Regions from separate parts of the Mus musculus genome. Here regions 1 and 2 are each linked to region 3. The links are chromatin contacts, called in public HiChIP or PLAC-seq and promoter capture Hi-C maps. All regions are on one chromosome and are shown on one strand. The core of a region is the stretch at or near the end of the contact, and the rest is flanking DNA. Distances in the headings are between cores, read along the strand shown. Region 1 holds the start of Stag1 (stromal antigen 1). Region 2 overlaps Ephb1 (Eph receptor B1). Region 3 overlaps Ppp2r3a (protein phosphatase 2, regulatory subunit B'', alpha).

Region 1 (2,835 bases), core at 139-2,638, 540 kb after region 3:
TTAACACCAACTTCAACAGCAAATAACTCGCTACCACAAACTGCACTATTTGGGGTCTATAGGGCTCCAAAACCACCCCAGAGCTTAACACTCCCAGGACACGACTGTCTGCAATGTGGAAAGAATCAGTAACAATCCTAACGTAGACAGAAGCGGGTGACGTGACAATCCGAAAACCAGAAAATGTTGTGGTCCCTACTACACACAAACAGCACTCGGTTCGGACCCCTCCAAGTCCAGCTCCCAGCACTCGGGTTTCCCAGCTCTTCATCCCGCCCCCCACCTTCAGGGAAGAGGAAAAACAACTTTTATTGGCCTCATCTCCCGGGGGATTGGGAAACTAGCGGGGCAGTGCTCCGGCCTGGACACGTTTCACCCGGAGCTCGGACGGCGGATAGCGGGAAAGCCAGGACTGCGACGTCCCGTCGGCCCAGGTCCTCAGCCCTACCCCACCCCAGCAAAGCAGGGGCCTGGGACAGCAGTCTGGGCTGAGCGACCCCCAGGACCCTCGACAGAAGCGAGCTCCTTGTCATGTGACGCCGCCGCCGCCAAAGCACCGCAGAAACGCAGGGCGGCGGAAGGCGTTCGCGCCAGCCCGCCTAGGCTGGCCCGGGCGCGGGCGAGTCCCGAGAGCCCGGGCGGGGGGGCGGAGGGCGGGCTTGGCGGCGGGCCCGAGCGCGCCACAAAGGCTTCCGCGCTACCGCCGCGGAGCCCGGGCGGGCGGGGGCACCGTTTTCGCGGCCCGCGGGGAGGGGTGGAGGGAAGCGGAGCGCCCGCCGCGCCCACAGCGGGTCCCGGACGCTCGGCCGCCCGCCTGCAGCCGCCGCGCCGCGCCGCGCACAGGCCCGCGCGGCCTCCCTCCCCCGCGCGGGGCCCGCGCCGGCCCGCCCGCCCGCCCGCCGCTCGCCGCTCGCGCTCCCAAGCTCTCGCCCGGCCTCCATCTTGGATCGGCGCTTCCAGCCCCCGCGCCGCTGCCGCCGCCGCCGCCGCATTTCCCCCTTTCCCGCCCCCCGCCGCCGCCGCCGCCGCCCGCGCTCACCTCAGCTGCCCATCCGGGCGCTGTCGGCCGTCGACCTAGTTTCCCCCCAAAAGTCTCCGGTGTGTTATTCCCGAGGTGGGGGGGTGGTTACGGGGTGGTCGCCGGGGGTTCGGGAGCGGGGGCCGCGCCTTCAACGGAGCTGCAATCCTAACCCGCCATCTGGTGGCATTTTCCACACGCCAATGGCGCCGCTGCAGACTCGGGTCCCGACCGCCCTCTGCTGGCCGCGCTGCTCACTGCTCCGCTGACAGGACGGGCCTGCCCGGAAAGGGGAGGGAGCTGAGGCGCGAGCAGGGGCCCTCGGACGGGGCCGCGCGCCATCGCTCGCCTCCGGGGGGCGCGCACGCGCAGCAGCGGCGCGGGAAACGTGGCCTTTTGCGTGGCTGCACCGCCCCCCTCTGCGAGGCTCCTGCTCCGCTCGGCCAATGGCGAGCCGCGGAGACGTCTGGACGAGGGCGCTGTGGACAGCTCCTGGGCCGCCCCAGGCGAGCGGAAGGACGGACTCCGCGGCGCCTGCGCGACCCGCTCGCTGGGTTGCCGCCCGCCATTTTTAGAGCTTCTCCAAGAGCCTGGAAGAAGTCCGCCCCCGGCTCTTCCGCCGAGGCCCCTCCCCGGCGGGGGCCGCGCTCCGCTCCCGCCCTGAGGCTGCCAGCCGCCCACACCCGCCCGTTATCGGGGTGAGCCGTGCCAACGCGCCCCCGAGCCCTGCTCCCTCCCCGGTTAGCGGGAGTCTCCAAGCTAGAATTGAACGCGCGGTTTATTATTATTGATGAGGCGCTTTTTCAGAACGAGGTTGAAAAGGTTTCGAGCACTGGGACGAACCCCCTGCCTGCCGCGGAGCTAAAAGGAAACAGTGACCGCTCCAGGCCGATTGGCGTCGTCCTGCCTCTGTAAAGCAGGTTCTCGCCGAGGTGCAAGCTTTGCATAAGGCGGCAGCATTGGCTAGTTAGTGAGAAAGGAGAAGCTACACGGTGAAGATAGACTCTGCGAGCAATCAGATTCTCCCACAGCCTAGGACTGCTTTCTGTGGTTCTCAAATGGACGTGCGAATAATGGAGCCTAGCCGAAAGGGAAATAGCCAGGCGTAGATCTTGACCCCTTCCTTCCCTGCTGCTCTCTACCTAAGCTGTCCTTGACCAAGGCTCTCCTAACCTTCCGCCTGCTTATTAACTCCGCACTACAAAAGTGAATTCTTGGTCTTGTAGGTCATCAGCCTCATTGCTGACTCAATTTTTTTTTATTGGCAGAGGCAGCTGCATTTTCAATATCTCCTTAGAAACGTTAAACTTGTTTATAGTCTTGAGGGCTGGCTAGCTAGCTAGTACCTCAATTGTCTCTGGAATGTATCCCAAAGGTTGCAAAGTGCGTTCCACATCACTGGAGGAACTTTGGTATGAATTCGTGACAGTCCTTTCAGCAAAGTATCTCGTTTACTAGCCTCTGATTGACTTCCTATTGTGTTCTCTGCAGAGCCTGTTTTTAGCTTGCCTTGTTAAAAGACGGTGCGGGCTCCAAGCCATAGTCATATGTAATTTAATCTATCGAATGTGTGGGACTCTGATAAAGAGCTGATATTCTATCAACATGTTTGTAGTCGTGATCTCAAAAAAATCTCACCTAGTTTAACCATCCCCCATTCCCTTCTCTCCCCAGTCCAGCCCTGCCTGAATGCCATTGCCTTTTTTTTTTCTAGAATAGCTTCAGTATTTTATCTTCTAGGTGCTTTCTGTTTTGTTTTGTTTTTTGTTTTGTTTTTTTTTTTTAGTTTCCATTTATCTTTAAAAACAATCAAGGCT
Region 2 (2,927 bases), core at 124-2,623, 760 kb before region 3:
GCAAGAGTGCCCAAGGAATTGTGGACATGTTGAGGCACTGAGATGTAGCAACTGGACTGTCTAAAGATGGGGTTGGGGCAGGGGGTGGTGGGCTGTAGCTGCTTAGAGTGGACTGGGGCTGAGGAGGGTGGCAGATGAGGTTCAGAGGACAGATTAGATGAGTTCCAGGAGAAAACTCAGTTTAGGCAGGGTTCTGGGAAGCAATAGATGACACACAGTGGCTATGGCCCCAGAAAGGAGGGTGACATCCCATCCAGGTGAACTCTGAGCCTCCTTACAACCTTGCCTGTTCCCTGCTTCCTGATCCTTCATGTCCACTTGTCATCTAGAGACCCCAGAGGCTCACGGTCCCTAAGCCCTAAGTAAGCAAGGGAATTTTGTTTCCAAAACAAGGGAGCCCAGACCTGTTCACTAGACCCCTGATGGATGGATGGATGGATGGATGGATGGATGGATGGATGGATGGAACCCTCCCTGGGTTATCAGTGGTCAGTCTGTCAGCTAAGACAAAATGCACAGATAATCTGTTCCTTCCATTCCTACATTTGGTCCAACTCCTCTCTCCAAGGTGGCTCTTCAGAGGCAGTGATAGCAGGTCCCAGCTTTGGGGTCCCATGCAGGAGAGAACCTGCCTACACCTCGGTGACTTGGTCTCCAACACTGCCTTCTTCAGGGCAGAAGCCCTGTTCGCTCCTTCTGCGGGACTGATCCAGGCCAGCAGGAAGGTTACCTCCCAGGTCCTTGTCAAATGAATGACGGCAGCTTTAGAATCACATTTAAACTGTCTAGCTACCCTTTCTTTCTAATTGTAAACTCTAGAGTGCTGAATGATGGCAGATAATAATGATCGAGCCGTGGCGGGGGCTGTTTTAGTGGCAGGGGCTGTTTTGGGTATGGGTAGTAAAAGCCAGCTGTTTTCCTGTCAGGGTAGTGCAGAGAAATGACTTCTGTTTCATCTGTTTGGTTCAGAACAGGGATTTCCACCCCCCACCCCCCACCCCCAAATCGGAAACATCACCAAGTGGCCTTTCTGTTCTTCACACATGAAATACACACTATCACCTGCATATTTTTAGTTAATTTATGTCCAAATAGGCCTTTCTCTAGGTGCTGGGAAATGATGTTTGGGCTGCAATTACCTCTTGCAGCATCTTGCAGAAGGAGTTCGGCACAGACAGAGCTCAGGGGAGAGGCAGCCAGGAGCCCACTGACTGTAAATCTTTTCATTTGTAGTTATTCAAATCACATATTTTATTACTTGTACGAAATACATTGTGTCATTCATTTTGCAGGCACAGCTAATGCTTCAAGAGAAGCTTTGAAAAACATTCTGTTTAGAAACAATTCCATCTGCAGTCACCGAGGCTTGGTGGCTTGTCTCCCAGCCCCTCTTCTGGGTAGTGTGTGCGTGGTATTTGCAAGACAAATGAGATCACCATCTCAGAAGCTCACCTGTCCCAGCAGCCAACCAAATGCTCAGAGTCCTTCTCCTTCTCCATTTCCTGCATCATAGTCCTCAGCAAGGGAATAAATTGCAGTGTCTCTAACAAGAGCTTGGCCTCTAGAAGGAAGGCAGCAGCAGGGCCAGATGAACTCTTTCCAAAGGTGGAGAGACCATTTTTCCTGCAATTTCCTGGCATCCTGGGAAGCACCTCTTTGTTACATAGGCTCAGTTGCAATTCAGCAGCCAGAAGGAGCCTTTTCCACTGGCTGTTAAGAGCCGGGAGGGAGGGGGCAAGCAGAAGCTTGACAGATTCTGGTCTTATCTAGAAAAAAAAAATCACTTTACCTATTAGTTTGAGGAAAATGGGTTGGTGTGCTTGCCCAAACCTTTGATGCCAGCCACTCCTTTTAAAATACTTTTCTCGTTTAGCACTTAGACTCACTTCTGACTTTTTTGGTCCAAAGTAGCAGACAGCGACTGAGGAACAGGAAGCGGGGGAGCGTATCACATAGATGTGTTCTGAAGACAGGGCCCATCTGCGCCCCAACTTGTCTACCCAGCACTGCACAGAGCTGCTTTCATGGGTGGCTGCCTCACCCAGGCTGGTCAACTACAGTCAGGATGCTCACTGCCTCAAGGGGTGTGTCCAATCTGCCCACTCCAGAGTGACTCTTGACATGCAAGGCAAACTTGCCCTCTGTTCCCTTTTCTTAAGAGTGTGTTAGATTTAGCAGGGTATTGACAAATACTTGCTATGCATGTGCAGCCTCCTGCTAACTCACATTGCTGGCCAGGGCTCACATCCCCTTCTGTGGTCTAGGGAACCACTCTTGTCGACATATTAAAGCCACCTACCCGTGATTCTAATCTAATTCCGATTCCCGTTAATTCTACTAACCTTGAGCATTACTCCCAGGAATTCTACATAAGTGACAGTATCTGGGATGGTTAGTGCAATAAAGACGTCCTTTGAGTGACTGCAGCGGGCAGATAATCCTGAGCACTCTTGGGCTTGGCCACTTGGGTTTGTAGAGCATACCTTGCCTTTAGTGTTGGGAACATCTAGAGTGTGGCAGTCTTGGCTGAAGTTGCTACCTAGATCTTAGGACTTGCTGCGTGCTAGGAAAGAGTCCTCTATGGTGTGGACTGTGGCTGGAGTCTGATATACAGCACAGAATAAATGTTATTGGGGCCGAAGATTAATTAAGAGGCTTTGAAATAAGGTGTCAGGCAGTACCCCTCATCCCCAAGTACCACTCGTTAATAGCAATATTTTGTAAGAGTCTGGAGCAGTGATTTTTAAATAGCTGCCTAATACCGCTATGTGTAGCCCATGCATTATCCTCCTGCAGTTGCTGTAAAGAAAGTAAAATAATCCAGCTTTATTATTATTATCATCATCATCATCTCATATATTACATCCAAACTGTGGTTTTTCCTCCCTCCCCTAGCCTCTCCTTCCCACTTCCTGTCTCCCCCAGAC
Region 3 (2,817 bases), core at 144-2,643:
CATATTTTAAGACCAAAAAGTATTCAAGCACAAAGAATAACTAGAAGGTGATAATATAGAATTACAATATTTTGACATAGACACATGCATCCTGGCTTACTCTGTTAGTGAGAGCTGTATAGAATTTGAAGTTGAATAGTGAAGTCCTAAGCATAAGGAAATCATTTCCCTGCTGTCAGAGTGCCTTTGGGCTGGATTTAGAACAAGCACCTTAAATTCTCCCCTCCTCTTACGAGCTCTGCACTGGGTGTTGCCCAGACGCTGTAATGACTCTCTCACCAGGCATCTGTGCATGCGGCCCTCCTCACCACAACACTTCTTTCTTTCCTATTTTTCTCTGCTGGAAATCTCACGGGCCTGCTCTGTGCTTTCATGACAGCTGTACTCATTACTCAATACCGCAGTGGTTCCACAGTCGTATGATTCTGTTGGAAACCAAACACTGAACTGTACATTCCTTATAGGGAATAAAACTATCTCATTTTCTTTTATCCAAACCCATTCAAGGCCAGATAAAATACCTGACATACAGTTTGCATTCAATAATCAATTTGATTAATGAAGGAAAATCAGAAAATCTGGAGTTAATAATTAGATATAGATGATAAGAAAAAATTAAATGACCCCAAAGTTTCAAACCCAGAAAACAAAGTCTGAGTAGCACCCTTTTCCCTATTGTTATTGTTCTGGGTTTTGTTTTCAAGACACGGTTTCTGTCCTGGAACTAGCTGTCCTGGAACTAGTTCTGTAGTCCAGGCTGGCCTCAAACTCACCAAGATTGCCCTAGTTCTGCCTCCCAAGTGTTGGCATTAAAGTCATGTGCCACCTCTGCCTGGCTTAGCACCACCATTTTTACAAAAACTAACAAACATAAAAAACAAAGTCCAGGAAAAAGTAGTTGTTTTGCTTTTTCAGTGCTTTGACTTTTCTGTCAGGGTCTATGGAACTATGGTTGGAGGTGAGGAATTCTAGAAAGTCAGAACACGTGACAGAGGGCTTCGTCCCGAAGCTTGTTCTTTAAAAGTCAGAGTTTAAAGCCCCGTGAGGCTTAACTGAATGAGCCTTCTCCCTAATAACACATTTACCTTTATCAGTTAGTTTCACCCCATGGTCTCGGTCTCAAAAACATCCCAGAAGAAAAGTTCACCATCCTGTAATTGACACTCCTTTGACAAAAACCAGAAGCATGGAAGCCATGGTCAGGGGTAACAGTAGTAGGGGACTTGCACAAAGCTTACCCTTTAATTCCCAGCACTGAAAATGAAAAGACAAAGAACATTTGATTCTTAATCTAAATAGCACCCAAGTCAGCCTAAAATTACCAGCCTGTAAGTGTGTAGTCATTGTATGTTCTGAGCACCAGATCTTCCTAACCAGTGTTTCTTTTGTAGGTTGCTAAGTAACCGTCATGACGATGCTGCCAAGTTCATCTGGCTTCTGGCAAAGCCCAGCTGCAGCTATCTAGAACAAGAGGATTTTATCCCTTTACTTCAGGTGATATTTTTTTTTGTACCTTTTAAAAATGGAATTTATTTTTGGAGTATGAAAGGGGGTTTTTTGTTTGTTTCTTTGGCTGGTTGTTTCTGAAATTTTTTGTTTGTTAATAACGGCGTCTTACTGTATAGCCAGTGCTAACATCAAACTCTTAATCCCAAATGCTAGGATTAAGGTATATACCACCATATACCTTATGGTGATTTTTTTTCATTTTAAAGTATATCTATACTTGTAAAGTATAACTATAATTTTTCATTTTAAAGTGTAACTATGCAACTGAGCTACATACATCTAGAAGCCAGATTGTTAAGAATGGTTTTCAAATTGTTTTAGTAGTAAAAAAATCTTGTTAGATGGAATCTAAAACAAAACTCAGTATAAAATGGACAAAGCAGGGCTGTTTCCACTGTATCCAGCCTCCTCCCTAGCCAGTCGCGGTAAGCATGGAGCATCTCAGGAAACTGTAGAATTTAACATCAGCCATCGTTAAGAACCTAGCAGGAACTGATAGTATTTGGAAGAGATAAAATCAGTTTTCTTAATGGAGTGATCCTGGGTGTATCAACAGTTCTCCAGGGCAAACCTCATTGGAAGAGTTTGGAAGAGTTGGCCAACATAAAATGAACTAGGTTGCGAGGGGGGTAGGGGGACCAGGACGGGATGTTTTCTTGTTGTTTGTTTCTAAGAATGAGAAAAACAAAGTTGAGGATCAAAGTTGAGAAAGAATATAATCAAAATAATGTTGTATGGAAATCTTTAAAGAATCTGGTCAGAAACAAGAAAAGGCTATGAAATAATCAGAATAACTGTCACGAACTCTGTAGTCTGGGAGTTCGGTGAATCCTGACTCTTTGGTTTACGCACATATCTAAATGGCTCTCTGATTTCCCACTAAGATCTATTTGTAACAGAAGATTAGAATAGGAAAAAGAGCTGTGCATGATGGTGCTTGCTCGTGCCTGCCTGTAATCCTAGCACTGGAGACAGCAAGAGGATATAACCTACACTATTAAAATACCAAGAGCTGTCTCAAGAAACCAGTGGATGAATGATGAAATAAGAGAATGGAAACTTGAATCAATTATACTGAGGTTTGCAAGGACAGTTGCCACTAGCCCATAAAGGTAGGCAGGAGCACAGTAAAAAGAAAGCATGTGTAGGCGAGAAAAACAAGACACAAAGCCTGCGTATCAGAGCTTTCCAGCCTAGGAATCATTTAAGTTAAGGGCAGTAGGCCTTATTACTACCCCGGATTTCAGGGAGATTAGTGATTTATGCTATCTCCATAGCTCTCTATTTACTCATCCAGGGAACACAATT

Evidence for each region. Promoter capture Hi-C pulls out the DNA fragments that hold promoters and counts their contacts. HiChIP or PLAC-seq counts read pairs in DNA pulled down with a chosen protein or histone mark.
Region 1: a contact with region 3 is called in an H3K4me3 HiChIP or PLAC-seq map of forebrain, with 3 times the contacts expected there. The contact joins the promoter of Stag1 here to the enhancer-like site in region 3. A contact is called at or near these places in 10 of 484 Hi-C or Micro-C datasets (the G1E-ER4 cell line, bone marrow-derived macrophages, brain and 6 more), 13 of 115 datasets of contacts at active chromatin or transcription factors (the 230-238 cell line, the HPC-7 cell line, the SCID.adh cell line and 10 more) and 1 of 9 other capture datasets (macrophages).
Region 2: a contact with region 3 is called in a promoter capture Hi-C map of hippocampal neurons, with 3 times the contacts expected there. The contact joins two enhancer-like sites. A contact is called at or near these places in 1 of 39 promoter capture datasets (hippocampal neurons), 1 of 484 Hi-C or Micro-C datasets (cerebellum) and 1 of 115 datasets of contacts at active chromatin or transcription factors (astrocytes).

Annotation. Positions count from the first base shown.
Region 1 is chr9:100,642,001-100,644,835 of GRCm38.p6, reverse strand. Stag1 (stromal antigen 1) reads right to left here and starts at 1,388. Exons shown (of 34, transcript NM_009282.4): 1 at 1,040-1,388.
Region 2 is chr9:101,941,522-101,944,448 of GRCm38.p6, reverse strand. All of the region lies in intron 12 of Ephb1 (Eph receptor B1), which reads left to right. Among named protein-coding and RNA genes, the nearest start is that of Gm31326, 41 kb to the left of the region's middle. Within about 2 kb of position 1,373, at least 10 of the 459 cell types and tissues checked have an H3K27ac peak or open chromatin away from gene starts, as enhancers often do. A contact at or near this core is called in hippocampal neurons, where this site is marked.
Region 3 is chr9:101,179,012-101,181,828 of GRCm38.p6, reverse strand. Ppp2r3a (protein phosphatase 2, regulatory subunit B'', alpha) reads left to right here. Exons shown (of 14, transcript NM_001161362.3): 5 at 1,392-1,494. Among named protein-coding and RNA genes, the nearest start is that of Gm24338, 43 kb to the left of the region's middle. Within about 2 kb of position 1,393, at least 33 of the 459 cell types and tissues checked have an H3K27ac peak or open chromatin away from gene starts, as enhancers often do. A contact at or near this core is called in cortical neurons, forebrain, hippocampal neurons and 3 more, where this site is marked.